2 separate regions of the Mus musculus genome follow, and region 2 is linked to region 1. Evidence: chromatin contacts called from public HiChIP or PLAC-seq data. All regions are on one chromosome and are shown on one strand. The core of a region is the stretch at or near the end of the contact, and the rest is flanking DNA. Distances in the headings are between cores, read along the strand shown. Region 1 holds the start of Pifo (primary cilia formation). Region 2 has its middle 32 kb from the start of Chil4.

What was found. HiChIP or PLAC-seq counts read pairs in DNA pulled down with a chosen protein or histone mark.
Region 2: a contact with region 1 is called in an H3K27ac HiChIP or PLAC-seq map of epiblast stem cells. The contact joins the enhancer-like site here to the promoter of Pifo in region 1. A contact is called at or near these places in 1 of 484 Hi-C or Micro-C datasets (embryonic stem cells) and 1 of 115 datasets of contacts at active chromatin or transcription factors (epiblast stem cells).

The regions. Positions count from the first base shown.
Region 1 is chr3:105,999,866-106,004,576 of GRCm38.p6, reverse strand. Pifo (primary cilia formation) reads left to right here and starts at 3,080. Exons shown (of 6, transcript NM_029604.3): 1 at 3,080-3,250; 2 at 3,334-3,479; 3 at 4,107-4,205. The coding sequence starts at 3,190.
Region 2 is chr3:106,249,618-106,254,169 of GRCm38.p6, reverse strand. No RefSeq gene overlaps it. Among named protein-coding and RNA genes, the nearest start is that of Chil4, 32 kb to the right of the region's middle. Within about 2 kb of position 2,954, at least 4 of the 459 cell types and tissues checked have an H3K27ac peak or open chromatin away from gene starts, as enhancers often do. A contact at or near this core is called in epiblast stem cells, where this site is marked.

The DNA.
Region 1 (4,711 bases), core at 1,831-4,330:
TCCTCATCAATACTCCAACTCAATTCTTTGCAGAGTTAGAAAAGGCAATTTTCAAATTCATCTGGAATAACAAAAAACCAAAGATAGCAAAAACTATTCTCAACAATATAAGAACTTCTGGTGGAATCACCAACCCTGACCTCAAGCTGTACTACAGAGCAATTGTGATAAAAACTGTACGGTACTTATCTACCTGCCTGGTACTACCACTCTGGAAATCATTTTGGCGGTTCCTCAGGAAAATTGGACATAGTTCTACCAGAAGATCCCGCAATACCACACCTGGGTATATACCCAGAAGATGTTCCAACGTGTAATAAGGACACATGCTCCACTATGTTTATTACAGCCTTATTTATAATAGCAAGAAGCTGGAAAGAACCCAGATGTCCCTCAACGGAGGAATGGATACAGATAGTGTGGTACATTTACACAATGGAGTACTGCTCAGCTATTAAAAACAATGAATTTATTAAATTCTTAGGCAAATAGATGAATCTCGAGGATATCATCCTGACTGAGGTAACCCAGTCACAAAAGAACACACATGGTACTCACTCACTGATAATAGCCCTGAAGTTCAGAATACCCAAGATACAATTCACAAACTGTTATTAGACGCGTTCTCACGACCGGCCAGGAAAGACGCAACAAACCAGAATCTTCTGCGGCAAAACTTTATTGCTTACATCTTTGGGAGCCAGGAGGGCAAGCGCCCAGCGCCCAGCCCCAAAAACGAAAGCCCCTTCAATAATGAAAACCGAAAACCCTTCCCTCTTTAGGAGAGTTATATTTCCTAGGACGCATCACTCCCCGATTGGCTGCAGCCCATGGCCGAGCTGACGTTCACGGGAAAGGTAGAGTACAAGTAGTCATAAAATACCCTTGGCTCATGCGCAGATTATTTGTTTACCACTTAGAACACAGGATGTCAGCGCCATCTTGTGACGGCGAATGTGGGGGCGGCTCCCAACAACAAACCACATGAAACTCAAGAAGAAGGAAGACCGAAGTGTGGATACTTTTATCCTTCTTAAAGAGGGAACAAAATACCCATGGAAGAAGTTACAGAGGCAAAGAGTGGAGCAAACTGAAGGAATGACCATCCAGAGACTGCCACACCTGGGGATAAATCACATATACAGTCACCAAACCCAGACGCTGTTGTGGATGTCAACAAGTGCTTGCTGACAGAAGCCTGTTATAGCTGTCTCCTGAAAGGCTCTGCCAGTGCCTGACAAATACAGAGATGGATGCTCACAGCCATCCATTGCTTTGAGCACAGGGTCCCCACAAAAGAGCTAAAGAAAGGACCTAAGGAGCTGAAGGGATTAGCAGCCCCATGGGAAGAACAACAATATGAACCAACCAGTACACCCAGAGTTCTCTGGGACTAAACCACCAACCAAAGAGTACACATGGTGGGACTCAGGGCTCCAGCTGTGTACATAGCAGAGGATGGCCTAGTCGGTCATCATGGGAAGAGATGGTCCTCCCTTGGTCCTGTGAAGGCTCTATGCCCCAGTGTAGGGGAATGCCAGGGCCAGGAAGCAGGTGTGGCTGGGTTGGGGAGCAGGGGGAGAGGGGAGGGGATAGGGGGGTTTTGGAGGAGAAACCAGGAAAGGGGGTAACATTTGAAATGCAAATAAAGAAAATATCTAATAAAAAAAATCTTAGCGGATGCTCACAGTCATGCTCAAGGAGCACAGGGTCCCCAATGAAGGAGCTAGATCAAGGACCCAAGGAGCTGAAGGGGTTTGCAGTCCCATAGGAGGAACAACAATATGAACCAACCAGTACCCCCAGAGCTCCCAGGGACTAAACCACCAACCAAAGAAAACACATGGTGGGACTCGTGGCTCTAGCTGCATATGTAGCAGAGAATGGACCAGTTGGCCATCAATAGGAGGAGAGGCCTTTGGTCCTGTGAAGGTTCTATACCCCAGTATAGGGGAATGCCAGGGCCAGGAATGGGAGTGAGTAGATTGGGGAGCAGGGGAGGAGGGAAGGGATAGGGGATTTTCAGAGGGAAAACTAGTAAAGGGTTAGATGTAAATAAAGAAAATATCTAATAAAAAAATCTAAAAAATAATCTAAGGAAGGAAGGAGAGAGGGGGGGGGAGGGAGGAAGGGAGGGAGGGAGGGAGGGAGGGAGGGAGGGAGGGAGGGAGGAAGGAAGACACACAGCAGCATGGGCCAGACAGTGTGTCTTGTTACCTCCTATACCTGGACAAGTCGTAAAGCTACCCTAAAACACAGGGGAGAAAAGTTCTTGTTTCTGCACAGGACAAAGTTTAATAACAAACATTCTGATGTTCTTTCTCTCAGTAGTATGAAAAAGCTCAAAGGTTAGTTGGCTGTTATCTATGTGATGAAAACCTTTTACGTTGACAACTGCTAGGAAGTACACACTGTGTGGTTTTGCTTCCACAGCCTTAAAACACTCAGCAAACCTGTCAGTAGAATTATGAGGATACTGAGACTTACAAAAATGTTAAATTATTAAGCTCTTCAACAATGCAAATGCACTCTTAGTGTTCCACTGAGAGCCATTAGCTTTTGAAAGCCTCCTACCCACACGTTCCTGCGCTCTCCTACCCCTGCACCCCTACACACACACACACACACACACACACACACACACACACACACACACACACGATCTCAGACTTGAGGAAAAAGAAAAACGGATCTAAAATGGACCTGATGGGGTCCTTGCTGTCAGCGCAATCTCAACACCCACCTGCCCCACAGTCCTCTGCTCCAGGCATCGTTCAGAGGCACAATCTTCCTCACTTGTCAGCACAGAGTTTTCTCCTTTTCTGGTCCCCGGAGTCCAGACCTAGGGTGATCTGAGCCCCATAGACCTACCTTTACAGCAGTGTATTCTTCGTGGACTTTTCCAAAGAAGTTTTCCACACACTCACCCATGTAGCCCTTCCACCTGGTGCCTAGCTGGTGCCACCCTCTAGAGTTAAGAGCCTCAAAGCTTAGATGTAACTTGACCTGTGTCCTGAGCAACCTGCTGCGCAGGCGCGCTCAGAGCTCTCCGCGGTTCCGTTCCCTTGGCAACGTAGTACACAGAGCTAATCCTAGCACCCTGCAGGATGTGCTTCAGCAGAATAGGTAAGGAGAGTAGCAGAGATTTACAGAGCAGACAGCAGAAGAAGGGTAAGAAGAGCAGGAGAGATGAACACGGAGGAAATACCGGTTGCTCCTCCGCTCCGTGGAGTTACACCTGCTTTACAATGTAAGAGTTGGCAGCACGGTCCCCTTGCCCCATGCTTCCCTCCACCCACGTGCTCACCTGGAGTTTCTTCTCTTGATCTTTAGGGAAGGTGAATAATTACTCCTTTGGAACACGTCAAGCGAGGAAACTCTTTCCTCACTACCATCCCCCAACCTGGCTGGGGAACCTGTATCTCCCTCTTAGGGGAATGCCCCACACAGGCCCTGGGTGTTATGCAGCAGCAACAGATGTAAGTATTCACTTCCCCTTGGGTGGGACTCAGTTTCCTGTCTACAGCAGGATGCATAGGTGTTCTGGGAGAAAAACTGCTCTATGTGTAACTTTAATTTCTGGGTCCCAATATGAGACAAGCTGTAGAGCCTATGTGTAAACTACGATAGTTCGCCACTTTCCATCCCCCACTAAACGCAAGCTTGTCTTCATATAATCCCTTCCCTGTCTTCACTTCCAGCGCCCTCTTGAGCTGTCAGTCAGTACAATCTTCAGGCTGACTCTTCCATAAAAGTAAATTCAGTTGTTGACAGCTCTAAAGACTGAAGCCATTGGGATACACAGAAATTCATGTGTTTGTCTGTCCAGCCACACCTCTTTGCAAAGTCACTTGTGTCATTTGTTGAACTCTATGCTTTTGACTATAAAAGAACCAAGACAAGGTGGGGGAAGGCCATGTCTTGCAGAGAAGTTTACACATTCTGTATTCACTCCACTTTGAAGGCCGTTCTAGGATTGTGTTACTAATTCTGATGCTTTTCTTCTTTCTCCACCCCACCCCACCACCGCACCACCACCACCCCAACCCCACGCCCACCCCACCCCCCACCCCACCCCGCCTTCGTTCTCTTCCTTCCACTGGAAGTGGAATGGTTTGGCATATAATCTATCGAAAGTCCCAACCAGTACGAAAGGCTATGCTATTGGAGCCAGGACAGCTGTGAGGTTTAAGCCAATCAGCAAGGTAATGTTCTGGGATTGTTCTGGGTGGATCATGTGGCAACATAAATTTATGTTGAGACATTAACACAGGTAGATGATTGGGAAGCAGGGAGAAAAGCCCTTCACTAAAGAAATGGATCCAAAGCAAGGTTTTAATAACCAAAAGTTGAAATTGAGAACCTACATACATCACGTTATCTTGTCAGTTAAAGGATAAATTCCAACTTTTTTACTTTGTGGTATATGTGTCTGGCTAGATTTCAAGTCTAATTATGTGGGGGGAAATCTTATCTTTCTTTTTCTGATGTAGTTCTGAGCCTAGACTGCACCAGGCAAATGTGCTTTCACTGAGCTCTAACCGGGCTGCATAAGTTCCTACTCTCTTATTAGTGGTTTTCCACATAGACAGTCAAGGACTGGAGATACTAACTATAAAATTCTCCCAGTGGTAGACTGTACCAACTAACATTGGTTCCTTACCCATACTAAGTTTATTTCTGTGTGTTGTATGTCATTATACAACTTCCC
Region 2 (4,552 bases), core at 1,705-4,204, 250 kb before region 1:
AATGTAATTGATCATTGCCTACAAGCCTTTAGTGCCATGGGATTGCCTAAACTTATTAAGAGAGATAATGGGGCATCCTATTCTAGCAAGCACTTACTTCATTTTGTAAAGAATTTGGCATCAAACATAAAACTGGAATTCCTTATAACCCCCATGAAACAAGGAATAGTTGAACATGCTCATCGTACTTTTAAAAATTGACTATGTAATCTCGTTCTTTATATATTCAAAATAGGAATGGTTTAAGATAATATTTTGGTATTTTTGGAGAATGTGCATGTCAAATTGTAAATATTTGATATTGGTGTCCTCAATTCCTACCTATTTCCACATAATGGTATTAATTCTTGAGGACCTATACATAATCAATTGCTGCAAATGAATGCTCTTCTTTCTGATTATAAATAAATTATACACATGTGACTATAATAACTTTTCAAGCATTCTAGTTACAACCGCTCTTCAAGAGAAACAATTGAAAGTGTAATTATTCACTGCCCATGTTATATTAAAACTGACTATAACAGTCAAATATTTAATGTTTTGTCAAAAATTTAATAATTCTCAAAGACAAGGTATTGTGGAACTTTAAAAACTATCTTGTTAAAAACAAAGAAGGGGAGAAATTATACCCCCCATGCACATTATTTATTTTATTACTTTTATTTTTAAGAATTTTGAAATTTGGATGTGAAAGAACTTAATAAATGCCTCATAGTATCCTAAACTAGACATAATCATGTCTAGGTGAGATGAAAAAGATCCACTTATTAACACATGGCATGATCCTGAACAGAAAGTTAATATGGGAGAGAGAGAGGATGTTTCTGTTTTTTCCACAGAATGCTACAGAAGCATGCTAGCTTCCAGAATGATTCGTATGACAGCCTGACCTGTGAGTTCCTGAGTGCCCTGACAGTGGTGACAAGAAAGCTGTGTTGAGCACACCAAGAAAGAGGAGTCAGGGAGAGCAGCCACTTGCAAACTAGATGAAAAAACTTCGTATCTCCACCATGGACTACAACAAGGAGAGCCGACCTGGTGTCAACTTGGGGAAAACTAAAAATGATGACTCATGAGGCAGAGGGACTGCTACAGTGTATTTGACAAGATTTCGTCAGATACACTGTTTTTGGCCATTCAGGCCAACTCTCCTGAAAGCTTGTGTACCTTACTGTTGAGGCCAGCCAGCGGCCCACATGTCCGGGTTTGAGCCTGAAAGGCATTTTGGAATCTGGAAGAAAAGAGGGAACTAGGTGGCGTGAGAAAGGTTGGAACCAAGACATTAGTCTGATCAAGGTTCAATTTTACTATTCAGAGACACGGGGGTTATGAAGAAGGGGGAGGGACCCATTCCCACCAAATCATCCTTGGAGTCCAGTTGCAGGTGACCACGTGTTGGCTCTGGAACAGCTAGGCAGAAGGCAGTAGCAGTGGGAGTGGCAGAATGATAGGGTGGCAGGCTCCACCCCAGATGCTCTCCTGGTGCTAACAGTCAAACCTGATCAGCCAGATTTCAGGCTGAGGGGGGGAGGTTACATCTCCTCCCTGTTGTTAATATAAAAGAGAGGCTGGGCTGAGGCATAAAATTTATTTATTTATTTATTTATTTATTTATTTATTTATGCTCTATAGTCTTGCCTGAATTCTTAGGACCTAATGAAGAAACCTGTCTCAGTGGAATTTCCTAACTTTTCTCATGGTAAACCCTCATTTGGTTAAGACTGTCCTTTCTGTCCTAGTAAACATTTTGCAGACTAGCTCTGAGCTGTTGGCTCCATCCTTTGTAATGTTAATTTTGTTACTGAATAGGTAACTTCCTTGCTGAATTTCTACTGAATTCCAAGTTGTCAGCTTCACGGTCTTACTAGGACATTGGAACTCTGGCGAAGACTTAACTGTATCATGATTCAATTTTAAAAAGCAGTATAGTAAGATAACACTAAAGGAGAGTACGTGGATCCTCCTTAACAGCCTTGGGTGACAGGCAGGGAACAAAGAGGAGGGGTGACAACTGGCTCCTTAGCACAAGGCCATTTAACTTGTTAGGGTGGGAGGCTGTGAAGGGCTTACCTTTTCACGGTATGGTCTCCAACCTCTCTCCCCTCTTTGAATTACACTTAATAAGGCCACACTTAATTGAGGTGATCAAATGATCTTTTCATCCTTAGATGAGTGGGCTTTAACCATGGCTGGAGGAGCATTGACCTGACTCCTCCTGTGGGTGCTGTCACGACCCACAATCATGGCTCTTGATATCTTTTGGGGAGGGGAGACAGAGCCTTAGAAAGATACTTTTGGTTGTAACTGGAACTAGATACCAACCTCCATCCAAACCGGGTGTGTCTCTCAGGGAACTCAGAAATGGTCAAGTTGGACCTTCCCCTGCAGTGCTTAGCCTTGGACCCACGCTGGTCCCCATACTGTATTCGTATTATCACGAACCAGCATGCACAGTTCTGAGTACTGTGCAGCTCCCAAGGGAGAATTGTCAACCTCAGATTCAGCGAGGCCTCTACAAGATTTATGCCACTTGTAACACAACAATTTGTGGCTCTTAGGCTATATTAGGAGCTTGAGGTCACCCTCCTCACCCCTAATATCTCTACAGCCTGAGGAACCAAGGGGACCTTGCAATAGCAGCAAGGGTGGAAAACTGGAGACCAGCTAAGGGACTAAGCCCGTCTTATCAGAATAAAAACAACATTCTTCTAATATCTGAAATTTCCACCTTTCTAGCCCTAATAGCAAACCGTGATCCCAAATCAGACCAAAAGCCACAATATGTGCTGGAATGCCTTTAGAATGAAAATTAGTAGCTGCCACCTGCATGCTCTTGGGGGTGGGGATGCACGCCTGCTGCAGTCAGGCTGAAGGGTGTTGATTGACCTGCTTGAAAGACACAATACAGACAATGAAAAGTGACAATACAAAGCTTCTTTTGGAGAAGTCTAGGTACTTTATTCAGTTGCAAATTAGCAAGGCTCAAGCTCAGTCTCCGGCCTCCTAGTGGGCTGGCTGCCTCTGAAAATTGCAGGAAAAAAGCAGCTACTCTGGGAGCCTGTGCTCCCAACTGACTTCTAGGCTAAAGAGGATTTTTAGCCCTCATCAGAGTAATACTAGAAGATTCAGGATCTGTGTCCAGTTGATGAATTAATCTTTCAGGCAGCCATCACGTGCCATTTTCTTATGAAAAAACACAGTCTGAACCCTTTCCCCAGATTAGAACCGTATCTGGAGCCTTCCAATCATTAGTTAGAAGAGCCCTCCATTTTACCATGGCATAAAAATTAGAAGTAACTGGATCCAGTGGCGATCTGCTGCAGACTGACCTTTAATATCAGTTTGCAAAAAATTTAGAACAAATAAAGCAAAGGCAAGATGTGCCTTTGGTGACTTTGGGGGATATAACTGCCCCTGTTTTGTCTTAAAAAGCCAAAGACTCTCTGGAAGTGGGGGCTGTGCTCTGAATTAACTTTGCTAGGTAATTAAGAATTTTAGCTATCTACAATAGTAATCTTTAATATTGGACTTAATATTAGACCAGTCCAAAATTGAGTTAGAATAACTGGTCACATTGAAGAAAAGAGAAAAATCATTATGACTCTATTAAATGACTAATCTTACTAAGTCAGAATATACAGTCTCTGATGTTCTTTTTGCCATAAAGTTAAAAGGCTTGAAGCTAGTCCAAACTGGAGAAACGGCAAGCAAGGATGGGTCAAAGACATGTACCCAATTTAGCTTCCTTGTCACTTTAATCAGGGCACTGAGTCAACTCACCTGCCAGCCTGTCACACGAATTAACCATCATGCTTTTGCAGCATTCTGTGGAGAGAGCCTATGTTTTTCCCTTCCCTAATAAGGTAGCTGTTTAGGATCAAACCATATTCCAATAAGTAGGTCCTTTTAAGATATTATAAAGCATTATTAAATTCTTTGATATCTAAATTTCAAAATTCTAAAATAAAAGTATTATTTAAATAGTGTGCACGGGAATGCACTAAATAATATGCATGGGGATATAGTTTCCCCCTTCTTTGTCTTTTAAGAAGTTAAAGCTTTAAAATTTCACAATATCTTGTCTTTAAAATTAATAACTTGTTGACAAAACATCTCAAATACTTGACTGTATTCATGTAACAAGGGCAGTGACTAATTGCACTTTCAATTGTTTCTCTTAATGAGCGGTTGTAACTAGAAAGCTTGAAAAGTTATTAATAGTCACATGTGCATAATTTATTTATTTATTAACTAGAAATAAGAGTATTTATTTGCAGCAATTTATTAAGTATAAGTCCTCAAGAACTAACACTATTATGTGGAAACACGTAGTAACTGAGGACGCATATGGCAGAAATTGACATGCACAATTTCTAAGATTATTAAAATATTATCTTAAACCATAACTGTTTTGAATATACAAACAATGAGATTACATATCTAATCTATCTTATATGTACGAACTATAGACTGCCTGAGATATAAATCCAGCATGGCATAGTTTTAAGATGTCCAGGCAATCCAGAACAATTTATTAAATGTCTAAAAA